Linked DNA regions of Mus musculus: all the other regions are linked to region 2. Evidence: chromatin contacts called from public promoter capture Hi-C data. All regions are on one chromosome and are shown on one strand. The core of a region is the stretch at or near the end of the contact, and the rest is flanking DNA. Distances in the headings are between cores, read along the strand shown. Region 1 holds the start of Acyp2 (acylphosphatase 2, muscle type). Region 2 holds the start of Cpeb4 (cytoplasmic polyadenylation element binding protein 4). Region 3 holds the start of Npm1 (nucleophosmin 1).

Region 1 (4,143 bases), core at 642-3,141, 1.2 Mb after region 2:
TATTGAAAATTCTATCCTTATTATCTGAAGTGATGGGTTACTAGAAGACTTCAAATAGCTCACTAGGAAATACAGTTCTTCAGATATAGCCTGTTTTAACTGTCCCAGACAATTGAAATATCTCTGAATAATAATCAAGACCATGAAAACAAAACTGTATAACAACAGACAGAATGACTGTAAGTCTGTTTCCATTGGCATTAGATAAAATTGTTAAAAATTCTCATCTTACACAGCATCACATCTAGTTATAATAGAGATTGAGGTATTTCTTAGGATTTCTATTGCTGTGAAGAGATGTCATGACCATGGCAACTGTTATGGAAGCAAACATTTAATTGGTGCTAGTTTACAATTTCAGAGATTTAGTCCATTATCATGGCCAGAAGCATGGCAACACGCAGGCTCACATGGTGCCAGAGGAACTGAGAATTCTACATCTTTGTCTGAAGGTAACTAAGAGGTGACAGGATTCCATACTGGGCATAACTTGAGCATAGGAGACCTCAAAGCCCTGCCTCTACAGGGACACACTTTCTCCACTAAGGCCATATCTCCTCATAATGCCACTTCCCATGGGCCCAAGTATTCAAACACAGTCTGTATGGGCAACAAAGCTAGCCAAATCACCACAAGGCACCTTTCAGATTCATCAGCCTGAATGAAAAGATCAAGCCTAACTTTATCTCAGAATCACCACAGATTTGGCACCGTCAGAACATTTCAGAATTGATTCATTGTCTGTCTTAGTTAAGGTTTTTATTGCTGCCATGAAACACAATGACCAAAAAGCAGCTTGGGGGAGGAAAATGTTTATTTGGCTTATACCTCCACAGCACTGTACATATCAGGATAGGGACTCAAACAAGGCAGGAACCTAGAGATGATGTAGAGGCATGGGGGGTGGGGTGGGGGTGGGGACTGGTTACTGACTTGTTCCACATGGCTTACTCAGCCTGCTTTCTTATAGAACCCAGGATCCCTGGACTAGGGATGGCATCACCCACAACTGGCTGGGTTCCACTGCTCCCTCCCCCACCCCCCCATCAATCACTAATTAAGAAAATGCCTTATGGCTAGATCTTATGGAGGCATTTTCTCACTTGAGGTTCTCTCCTCTAAGATTACTCTAGCTTGTGCCAAGACTAGCCAGCACACTGACCAAATACCCTTTGTGCCACTAAGCTAAGCAGGTCCTTCATTTCAAATGTCCACCTCAGGATGTTGGAAATGGGGATATTGTTTCAAGGGCACACATTTTCTTCATATGAAGTGGAGATTATCATATATTTGCACAATGGTGAGTATAGTTAAGAATGATATATATTTAAAATCGTTGAAATCTTAAATGAAATCAGAGATGAAAGTTAATTAGCTTGAATTAATCTCCTTACAGTGTACCCATGGGTATACTATGTATTCTTTACAGTGTACCTATATAAAATCACCTAAAACTTAAAAATTCTTTGACATTTTATCCTTGCATATAATGAATTTTGGTAATTTTCCCCCTATTATCCTTCTCATCTCTACCCACTTAGACTTTACCCGCTCTGTCCTCTCAACAAGTCACCCTCTTATTTTCATCCTTATAGAAAAAACAAAACAAAACCTTTTTTGTGTCAAATAAACGTCGGTGGGTAGATATTAGTTGGTTTAATCCCCTCACATGCCCGACCTCCGTTTTCTTTAGAGAACCGGGTCCTGGGGAACGCAGAGAGGGAGCACCCTGCTAGGGAGCCCGAGCGCCGGGTGTCCCGTCGCCCTCACTGTGTACAACGGTCATCTGCCATCTTCTTACGCATGACCCAGCGCGCTCTTGTCTTGGCTTCTGGGCGTCGGTCCCAGAGCCCATAAGTCTTCCTCCCCTGGCGGCTGTCGCAGTCTCCGCGCCACATACCCAGCTAATGCTGCTCGGGAGAAGGCTGGCCGCCATGACCGAGCTGCTCAAGTCTGTGGACTACGAAGTGTTCGGGACAGTGCAAGGTACGGTCTGACCTGGGATGCCAAGACGAGGCCGTGGGAGGGAGAGGAGGAAGCTTATGCCATCCATTTTAGGGACGGTTCTTCTCACTGAGGCAGCGACTTCCGCTCAGCCATGACACAGCAGCCCGGGGCGGGGAGAACGGGCTAGCGCGGGGCGGAGGGAGGTCACCCTGGGTTCCCGAAGAGGACGCTGCAAGCCTATAGGATGGGGGTGGGGGACGCCTAAGTGCGGCAGAAAAGCAAGGGTACCTGAATGATACTGGGTGATTTACTTTGTCAGAGGTTGTAGCCCCTCTCCAGCTAGCAATTTTTCCTTCCTGGGTTTTGGAGATTGAACCTTATATATTTATGCACAGTCTTACATTTGCGTACTAGATTGCTGAAGTACACTCCCAGGCCATTTAAGTGAAGTTTTAAAATTTTTGTTTGATTATAAGCTTAAATAGATGCATAGAATATAATGTCTGACTTACTTTAAATCTTTATATTTGTAATTTAAAACGTTAAAACATTCTTTTAATTTTTTCTAACGCAACTTGACATAGTAGTGCATGTAGTCCTTATGCAGAAGAAGGTGGATATTTGAGTTCAAGACCAGGCTGGTCTATACACTTGAGAAAATTATCTAATGGCGTATAAATACTGTAACTATTTAATGTATATCATCCATTTAAAAGAAGAAAACTTTTTGAGACTGGAAATGTAGCTCAGTAGAGTGCTTGCTTAATAGTCACCAAGCCCTGGAATGGGTGCTCTGCTCTGTACCAGACCAAGGACGAGCTAGTCCTTATAAGCCTGTAATGCAGGTTCCGGTCTTCAACATAAAAATAATGCCTTTCTTTTTCTTTTTCTTTTTCTTTTTCTTTTTCTTTTTCTTTTTCTTTTTCTTTTTCTTTTTCTTTTTCTTTTTCTTTTTCTTTTTCTTTTTCTTTTTCTTTTTCTTTTTCTTTTTCCTTTTCCTTTTCCTTCTCCTTCTCCTTCTCTTTCTCTTTCTCTTTCTCTTTCTCTTTCTCTTTCTCTTTCTCTTTCTCTTTCTCTTTCTCTTTCTCTTTCTCTTTCTCTTTTCTCTTTCTCTTTCTCTTTCCCTTTCCCTTTTCCTTTTCCTCTTTCTCCTCCTCCTCCTCCTCCTCCTCCTCCTCCTCCTCCTCCTTCTCTTTCTTTTTCTTTTTCTCTTTATTTTTTCTCTTTTTTGGGGGGTGGGGCGGGGGCTTGAGACTCGGTTTCTCTGTATAGCCCTGGCTGTCCTGGAACTCACTTTGTAGACCAGGCTGGCCTCGATCTCAGAAATCCTCCTGCCTCTGTCTCCCAAGTGCTGGGATTAAAGGCGTGTGCCCTTTAACGAGGATATTACTTCCTGTTTGAGTCGGATTTCCATTCTACCTTCTCCACATAATTTTATTCCATTGTTTGGTATGCATGAGAATTTCTTTTATCTCCATCCCCAATCCCACCTCAGATGTGCTGTTGTGTGTGTGCATGGGGTGGGGGGATACTATGGGATACTTTTCTTAACTTCCTTTATCAATAAGCTTTAGTGATAACCATTAGTAGATTTTAAATGTGAGTTTGTATTGGAAATTTATTTCTAAGTGGGAAAACTGGATTTTTAAAAATGGATCCTTGTCTAAAGGGGGAGGAAGAATATTATCTTTTTATTTTGATATTCTGTTGATATTTTACATTTTGTGGCAATGTATACAGGGTAAGATTAAGGATGGATGAAAGTGTGTTTATAATGAGCCTTTGTTTCAGAGATTTGCTGTGGAAAGAGACGTAGGAAGATCACAGCAGACAACTGTTAGGTCAGGTGTGGGAAAGACTGCATGAGTAAGCAGAAAATTTGAAAAGTTACTGATGAGTCTGTACTTTTAGAAAGGATATTAGGAATCATGGCTAAGTGGTATTGAGCCTGGTTAGTACTTTTGATACTCTGGTAACCTGACCATGTTTGGAATTAACTAAAACCTAAAAATGGAGAGAATACCTGAGAGGTGTTTTGCTTAATTTGAAGTGGGAAGATTCACTTCTAATCCTGATCTTTGAGATGATCAGACACATCTTTAATTCAATTTTTTTGGAGTAGAAACACCCACCCACCTCTAATCTGGGCCTTGCCTTCTCAGGGAGGGCATGGAAGAAGGAAGCTTGCTGTCTTTT
Region 2 (4,199 bases), core at 1,104-3,603:
CTTCAAAGGTGAGATTGAGTTCAGGGGTGTTATTCCACCGTTCAGCCCTCTGCGGTGATCCCGGCCTTGAGATGCTCCCCAGCCACCGTAGCCGCCACCTCCTGGGCTCCAGGAAGAAGAGGGGGTTGGAGAAGGACTCTGGTAGCTGCTCCATGGAGAAGGAGGTTTGTTAAGATTATTCGCCAAATGAGGCAGCTGGTTAAAAGCAGCACTTCTATGTGTGAAAGGTGGGGGGTGGGGACTGGCAGGAGACCTCCTCTGCTGCTGATGCTGGCTGTGATGGTGCTGGAAATGGGGGTGATGAGGATGGTGCTGGGAGAGAGGCCCGATCTGAGGGGAGAAGCTACCACCAAAGCCAGGGCTGACATGATGGGGAAAATTTTGAAACAAGAGAGCACCATTATTAGCTGAAGCGCCAGGGACCCCTCCCTGGTGAAAGAAACTTGCATCTTCATTGATTATAGTGGAGGAAGAAGGTGCTATCGCTGCTGACCAGTTACTGAAACCAGTAAGGGACGATGCACTGGATGTCAAGGGTTGGGTGGAAGTCCCGAGACCGGTGGCTTCTTGGTAATCAAACCCTGTCAACACTGGTGATTCAATGCGTAGTTTTTCTTTTCCGTTGCTGTTTTCTGAAGAACTGTCCCCTGGATTTTCTTCAGCTTTTGCCTTTTCAGTTTCAGGCAGTATTCCAGCTTCCTGACCTGGACTCGGGGAGAGCTGTTGCTTTTCTAAAGGGTCTTGTTGTTCTTGCTGTTGACTTTTTGCTTTTTCTGACCCCAAGATCTCATCCTGAATGTTATGAGTAGCCGGGGCAGGAAAGAGCCAGGCTGACCCAGCACTGCTGCCATTGGCAGCTGTGTTATTATTTATAAAAGCAGCAGGGTTGGGGGTGGCATTTTGGTGATGGTGTGGAGGCTGCAGATGTGGATGGAATCGGACTGGAAAAGCAGATTTATTCCCAGTATTGCTTTGCACTAGCACTCCAAACCCGTAATCCCCCATTTATTATTTTTAGGATCAGAATCTCACAATAAAAAAAAGACAACCTAATGTCTCACGTCTTTCCTCCCCTGTATCTCAAATATGTTTGCTTGAAGTATCTTATTTATAGCTAACTCAAAGATCACAGCTTATCACCCTACGTATCTCTGATTTGGAATTCTGGTCTCTCTGAATGGAAAAGAACCTAAAAAAAAAAACCTCTTAAAATATTGATATGAATCCAATTGGGCTTATTTCAAGGAAGGAATAAAAAAGGAAAAAGGTAAAAATCAAGTCTTTGGTTAGTAAAATAGGCGCTTTCTTTTTCCAAAGGAAAATGTTCATGAATGACAAAAACACAGCTTCTCAAGCATCTATGGATATAGAAGAATAAGCATTGTGCGGAGTAAAAATATATATATATAAAATTTAACAATCACATATGGTCTTCCTCAGCAGTTTAGATTCACATAAAAATTAGAATAGGATTAAGGGGTGAATACGTTCTTTTCTTGGCAGCTTGGTTAAAAAAATCAGGAATAATTTAAGAACATTATATATTATATATTTATATATAGATAGATTATATTAGGTTATCTGGGGCGGGAGGTGAATTTCTGGTTGCCAAAGAGGAAATCAGCCTTGACTAAAGGAAAGATGATTGCAGGGAGATTTCTGCTGTTCCTGGTCCTGTTTCTGTTCTTTTGTAGGGTGCAGTGTGGGCCTCTGGGGCTGTTCCTTGGGCTCCGGGTGCAGATCTTGCTGCGTTTGCTGTTCTTGGGCTCCCCTCGGCCTCCTTTCCCCCATGAAAGGGGTTGGAAACACCCGTTTCTCCCTCTGGGGGGTGTCGCGATCAGGAGGGATTAGCGAGACTGGACAAGGGCAAGCTGGCGGCCCGGGGGTGCGGGGAGCAAGGGGGCGACCTGGAAGGTCCTGCGGTTTCTGCCTCTTCCCCTCTCTGCGGCTCCGGGATTTTTTTCCCTCATGGGACCCAGGGGCGGTTTGTTCAGTTCTCTCAGTTCGATTCTCCGCCGGGGGGAGGGGGAAGGGGGATGGACAAAAAGGAAAACCCCGCTACCGTAGTTACTCTACAGGAGAAAAGCCTCCCCCCTCGGCTCGCGCTCTCTTTTCCCCTAGACTGATTGGAAACTATAATTTAGAAGGCTTTTGTTTCTCCTCACGGTTGCTGGGCCGCCGCCGCCGCCGCTTTTCCCCGGTCCCGCAGTCCCAGCTGTCGTCGTTGCGGACTCCGTCTGGCTCTTCTTTTTCTTCCTTCTTCCTCCTCGTCTTCCTCTGCTGTCGCCGCTGCCGCCGCCGCCGCCGCCGCCACTGCCTCCGGTGCCCAGGTCCCGCAGCCGCGGCTGAGTCCTTCTCCTCAGGACCGAGCCGAGTGAAATGACAACCAGCTGGAAAGACCGAGAGACACTTCCGGTTCGATGAGGGAGGGGCGGGGTGCTGCGGAGGCCACGCCTAGCAGCCGGAAGACCAATCCGACACCACAATCCCGACTAGGCCACGCCTCCCAGCCTCAGAGCTCCACCCAGGAAGGTCTCTGGTCATCTCAGAGCCGCCTCTTCCGCCTGCGCCTCGCCCAGCGGGGCCGGCGTCGGCCTCGGGTCTGCGCACCCAGTGCAAGCGGTGCACCGCCATCTTTTTTATGGGCAAAGATTCCTTTGCGATTTATGTTCCCAAAGCAGGCTTCTTAGGAAGTCCGTAGAGAGACGCTCGGAAGAGAATGGACATCTTGCACACTGAAACACTGAGCTAAAGTGTTGGGGGTCGAAGTGGCAACCCATGAAACCTAGAATAAACGAGAGGCCTGCCCTGAGTAAAGGTGGGTGCCCCGGGCATCACGTGCTCTGGCCCGAGCTCCGCCCCCGAGGGATGGAAGGAGAGGCGGGTTTTCCCGGCATCTGTGCTGTGCCTAGAACTGCATAGTCCTTATCCTGAACGCACGTCTCCGGAGGGATTCCCTTCAGTCTCCATTCCTCCACCCGAACCACCTACTCTCCCATCCTCCCTTTGAGATGCAGATGCTGTAGGCGTCCATGGCTGAGCCACCAACTATTAGCTTTCTACTCCACCTTCCAAGCAGAACGGAGGGATTTTTCTAAAAACGAAATTCCAGTCACGGTCCTGTTGTGCTCATACCTTTTTAAAAATGGCAGTCCGTTACCTGGAGAATAAAGACCAAACTCCGTATTGTCCTGTGGGCAGTATTCTCTGTGCCTTTTTCCACGCCTTTGTCGTCTCCTCTTGGCAAACTCTCATTTCGTTTTAGGAGTAAGTCTCCAACCTACCTACTCTGCCTTCGGAATCTCTTTTTACAGGCATACATGACCCTCGATACCGCTCATGCTTTTATATGGCATTATATTACATTGGTGGCTTATGTCTCTAAATCAGTGCTTAAAACAGTAGTTCTCAACAACTGGGTTGTGATGCCTTCAGGGAGGTGTCCAATGACCCTTTCACAGGGATTGCCTAAGACCCTCAGAAAACACAGATGTTCACATTACAATTCATAACAGTAGCAAAATTACAGTTATGAAGTAGCAACAAAAGTAATTTTATGGTGGGGAGGGGTCACCACAGCACGAGTAACTGTATGAAAGGGTCGCAGCATTAGGAAGGTTGAGAGCCACTGCTCGAAAGATTTGACATTGAAGATTGGAAGCACCAGAGAGGAATCTTGAATGGAGACATACATAGAGAAAAGCAGCAAGAATGAAATCTTTTCTGAAAGGTCTGATATTCAAATCTGAATTCATCATTTAGTTTCTTATGCCATTTGGTTTGGAGCTCACATGTTGGTTATTTGCTGTCTACTCAAGGCCTCCCTGTCTTTGCCTTTGTATAGGCCTACTATCGTTTACTCTGCTGGGGCCTGAAGTAATATATTGTCCTCAGCATAAGTTTTAGATATGTGTTGAATAAATGTTTCCTTTGGGAAATGGAAACTGAAGAAAAAACTAAGATAGAGCCCAAAGTAATTCCAACAAAATCATATATCTATATCTATATCTATCTACCCAGTATGGTGACACACACCTTTAATCCCTGAGTTCTAAGCCATCAGGTCTACACATCAAGCAAGTTCCAGGCTAGCCAGGGCTATCATCTTGTCTCAAAGACTCATCATCACCGTCATCTAACCCTTCCTTCTATATCAAGTGTCTCAATTCTCCAACACTTCCTGTATGGCTTGCCTATGT
Region 3 (4,663 bases), core at 1,524-4,023, 1.3 Mb before region 2:
CAAACCACAAGCAAAACCTCCAAATCAAACTTCCTGCTTGAAAACAACAACAACAACAACCACCCCCATACAAACTCTGGAGATAATATAGTAACTTTAAACTATTGAAAGAAAAGGTTTTGTTTTTGTTTTTCAATACAGGGTTTCTCTATATAGCCCTGGCTGTCCTGGAACTCACTCTGTAGACCAGGCTGGCCTTGAACTCAGAAATCCGCCTGCCTCTGCCTCCCAAGTGCTAGGATTAAAGGCGTGTGCCACCACTGCCTGGCCTGTTTGTTTATTTAAGACACTTTTTTTTTGTTTTTGTTTTTTTTGGTTAAGCGCAGGTATGTGGGCTGCGACATTAAAAGTATGGTCCGGGGCTGGAGAGATGCTTCAGTGGTTAAGAGCACTGACTGATCTTATGAAGGTCCTGAGTTCAAATCCCAGCAACCACATGGTGGCTTACAACCATCTGTAATGACATCTGACACCTTCTACTGGTGTGTCTGAAGACAGCTACAGTGTACTTACATATAAATAATAAATAAATCTTAAAAAAAAAAGTACGGTCCATCAAAATGGTATACTGTTAGACACAATTAAGCTTCCAGGACGAGATGTTTGTTTTTTGTTTTGTTTTGGTTTGTTTTTTTCGAGACAGGGTTTCTCTGTGTAGCCCTGGCTGTCCTGGAACTCACTCTGTAGACCCGGCTGTCCTTGAACTCAGAAATCTGCCTGCCTCTGCCTCCCGAGTACTGGGATTAAAGGTGTGTGCTACAACCACCACAGCAGGATCTTGAAATGGAGATTTCTCAAATGGCTTTCTTTTCCTATATCTTTATCTAAGAGAAACTTTATCTAAGTTTCTCTTATAGGATACCTTCTTGGCTACTGTCTACAGATATACCCAGAAGCTCATGGGGTATTTCTCTTTTCAGTTTATTTTTAATTGATGTAAAGTGTATCTATCTATTTATGATGTATGGCGTACTTGGGAATATGTATAATGCATTGAATGGCCTAATCAATGTGAGTCTGGACATTTCTTCTCATATATCTGTAGTCATGTGGTGTAGTATGAAATACAGTTGTATAGTTGTCACTTGGTATCCACAAGAGATCAGCTAATTCCAGGATGATTCGTGCCCACACCCAAATATGCAGATGGGAAGATGTGTATTAAATAGCATGCTGTGTGTGTGTGGAGACAACTGTTGAAGCTGGGCATTGGCCATAGGATTCTGTTTTTATGTTTTAAAGCATGCTAAAAACTAATAAAAGCATGGAATAAAAAAAAAAAAAAGATAGTATTTTGTTGTAAGGTAATATACACAGCTCTTACTCATTGTACCTAAGCATGTGGCATCATTCAGTGACAACTAAGGCACCTAAAGTTTCGGGGAGGCAGGAAGAACTGAGTCTCTGTGTAGTCCTGCCTATCCTGGAACTTGCTCTGTAGACCACTGGTCTTGAACTCCTGATCCACTTGCCTGTGCCTCCAGAGTGCTGGGATTAAACCAGCATGAGCTGCATTTAAATAAGCTTCAGAATCCAGAAACAATCAAACTGTCTGGCTTGCACAGGCTCAAGGGGTATCAATGCTTCCTCCTGCACCTTCTCAGTTTGGATGGTCAAATTCTGTTCACCCGTTCTTTCCCACACTATACCCAGTCTATCTCTGTTTATTTTATTATTATTATTATTTTGGTTTTTCGAGACAGGGTTTCTCTGTATAGCCCTGGCTATCCTGGAACTCACTCTGTAGACCAGGTTGGCCTCGAACTCAGAAATCCGCCTGCCTCTGCCTCCCGCAAACTGGGATTAAAGGCGTGCGCCACCACGCCCGACTTTTTTTTTTTTTTTCTCTGTTTATTTACACACACAATTCTTCCAAGTTTCATGATTTTTTCCTTATAGTTGCAAACTGAAATTCACATATTGACAGATATCTCCGAATTTAGGATTTGATACGTAATGGGCTCACATGCATTTATATCTGACACGTCTCTGGAGTCTACAAACATTGGTACCATTATCTACATTCCTCCCCCAAATTCTTAAATATGCTAGCTCCATGTTGAGATAAAAAGATTAGGGCCGCTGTCAGAAAGCACCCAACGCTGAGGGATGTTCGTCAGGATTCATTTTAAAGCGCTAATTCCCAGCCGAAGATTCGTATTAAGGCTCATGAATTTCTAAAAAAGCGATAGGCCTTCATTTGGAATGATGAAGACGGCCTGCGTTTTCTCAGTTCTGCACGCTCTAAAGTTTTAGAAAGATGCTCTTTGGAGGCGACTGACTGGGTTTCTCTTTGGTCCCCAAATGACATAAAGCTGATAATTTTCGTTTTGAAAATGCTGCCTCAGAAAAGAGGTGCAAAAGCATGGCTGCGGGGAAAGTAGCCTAGATCCAGCCACTCCGCCCTGGGCTCCTGAAGCTACGTGAAAACGAAGAGCAAGCCTTCGAGCAAGCCAAATCCTGAGGTGATTATGCTTGTTCCAGGCCTACGGGGAACGGAGGGTGGAGAAAAGAGACGCTCTGTGGTTCCCTGGCTGCAGCCGCCATCTTTCAGGGTGGGCTGCGCACGCTCTCGGCCCTGGGCCCGCGAGCACGAGCGGAGAAGACGTGGAAGCCCTGAAAACCCAGAGCGAGGCCACAAAGAGAAAACGCGCCTGCGCTTGGGCGACAGTAGTGGAGGGACGGGGCCAGAGACGAACGCGCGTGCGCAGTGAGAGCCCGCCAAGCACCTGGAGGAGGAGGGGGGCGAGGTACCTAGGCGTGAGGATGAAAGGCGCACGCGCAAAAGCGCGACTGTGCGGGGAGTGGGAGGGATCCAGAGGAGGCTCGCGGAGGCAGGACTAGCGCAGATCTCGCGAGATCTCCTGCGACCATATATACGTGCGGAGAGCCCGCGTCCTTTCCTTGGCGTGATTCCGTCCTGCGCGTCTGTTCTGTGGAACAGGAGGCAGTTGTTTTCCGTCCGGCTTCTCCCACACCGAAGTGCGCGCCTCCACCTCATGGAAGACTCGATGGATATGGACATGAGTCCTCTTAGGCCTCAGAACTACCTTTTCGGTAACTGACTGGAGGGGGAAGCGTGTGCAGGGCCTGGTGATGGGGGGGGGGGCGGGAGCCCAGCCGAGGCCTGGCGTGTGGGGAACGCGGCGTAGGTGGAGGCCGGAGAGCAAGGAGGAATCTCCCAGGCCTTAGAAGCAGCGGCCTGAACACTAGGAAAGCCGCCGGAAAATGGGGCGGGAGCGGCCCAGCCTGTAGCCTCGGGTGTTAGGAGCGGCCGGCCGGCCGGCGAGGGTGCGACCTTGCCTGTGGCGCGAACTTGAGAGGCGTTTCTCCTGTGCACGAAAGCCCGCACGGTCGCTTCCGAGCTCCTTTTTTTCCTCTTGTGTTGAGCCACGGCAGGCGGCACGGGAGAAAGGGGCCTGTGGAGCGAGGCGAGGCCTACCTCCGCCCTGTTGGGGAGGATACATCTGCAGGCGCTGGGCTTTCCAGGGGCCGCATCTTGTATTCTGTGGCGACCGAGGGCTTCGCCCAGTAACGGGGAATGGTCCGAGCAGGCGCCCTGAGGCAGAAGGGGCAGCAACCCCTAGGAGCACGTGGTTGCCACGTGGTTGGGGGTTAGGGAGGGGGTGTGGGCTCTACATCCGGGCTCTCCGACTCTAGCCAACCTTCAGCCGTGGGATCTTGTGGCTTAGTTAAAAGTTCTGGGAGGGAAATGTTTATTTCATAGCCCGTGGCGTATGGGTTTTTGAGATCTTTGTTCATATCTTTCAGTATCCACAGTGATGGAGCCCCCCCTTTTTAATTTGCCTCTGGTAGGCGGAGTCAGCATCACGTTGCAGATAGCTGTACTGATGGCCCACGTGGCTTAATGTTAGGAGTACCCTTAAATCATCTACCTGGCTCTATCTAGAACTACTTTTTCTTGGGGTGGGGAGAGGGAAGGATCTGTTGAACAGACAAGATTCGCTTTAGCATCAAGGCTTTTGGGGATCACATCTATAGTCTTGCTGCCTACCCTACACCCAGTTTTTGTTTAAAAGAATCAGTTTGTTTTTCAGTGATTCACGTTTTAGCTTTTTAACAGTCCTGAGATTAAAGGAACAGTGAACTCTGCCACTCGTTCATTAATTCTAGTAGTGTTTATACCGATTTCACCATACTACTTTAAAGAGACTCATTAAGTCTACTGTGGAAACCAGCAATGTTGCCTCAATGTAGTTAGTACTATGAGAAAATTAAAGATTTTTTTTTTTAATGTTTCATTTGAGTTGATTTCACAGAACTTTAGGCTTTGGGTTTTGATGTAAGTATCATTGCTAGGTTTGCTTTCTTGTTTTTGTCTTACATACAGGCTGTGAACTAAAGGCTGACAAAGACTATCACTTTAAAGTGGATAATGATGAAAATGAGCACCAGTTGTCATTAAGAACGGTATGTAAGCTCTGAAACTTAAAAACATTTCAGACATTTCCTACTGATGAACTAGGAGTTTAATCCCAGAAAAGATAGGGGATCTTTGTCACTTGTAATTTTGTATAGCTTGGTCACTCCAAGGTGCTAGATAGGTGCTTTGTAGAACAGTGCTTGTTTTTAATCTGCCAGCTTTATTCATTTAAAGGAACAGTTGTGTATATGGTAATTCTGTTGTGAAACGCTTCAATTC

What was found. Promoter capture Hi-C pulls out the DNA fragments that hold promoters and counts their contacts. Capture Hi-C pulls out chosen DNA fragments and counts their contacts.
Region 1: a promoter capture Hi-C map of embryonic stem cells shows a contact between it and region 2, with 3 times the contacts expected there. The contact joins the promoter of Acyp2 here to the promoter of Cpeb4 in region 2. A contact is called at or near these places in 3 of 39 promoter capture datasets (embryonic stem cells, liver and pre-B cells).
Region 3: a promoter capture Hi-C map of liver shows a contact between it and region 2, with 4 times the contacts expected there. The contact joins the promoter of Npm1 here to the promoter of Cpeb4 in region 2. A contact is called at or near these places in 1 of 39 promoter capture datasets (pre-B cells), 2 of 484 Hi-C or Micro-C datasets (both in B cells) and 2 of 9 other capture datasets (adipose tissue and liver).

The regions. Positions count from the first base shown.
Region 1 is chr11:30,647,144-30,651,286 of GRCm38.p6, reverse strand. It overlaps Acyp2 (acylphosphatase 2, muscle type), which reads left to right and starts at 1,891. Exons shown (of 4, transcript NM_029344.3): 1 at 1,891-1,986. The coding sequence starts at 1,908.
Region 2 is chr11:31,869,094-31,873,292 of GRCm38.p6, reverse strand. Cpeb4 (cytoplasmic polyadenylation element binding protein 4) reads right to left here and starts at 2,353. Exons shown (of 10, transcript NM_026252.4): 1 at 1-2,353. The coding sequence starts at 1,005.
Region 3 is chr11:33,161,316-33,165,978 of GRCm38.p6, reverse strand. Npm1 (nucleophosmin 1) reads left to right here and starts at 2,773. Exons shown (of 11, transcript NM_008722.3): 1 at 2,773-3,057; 2 at 4,352-4,431. The coding sequence starts at 3,000.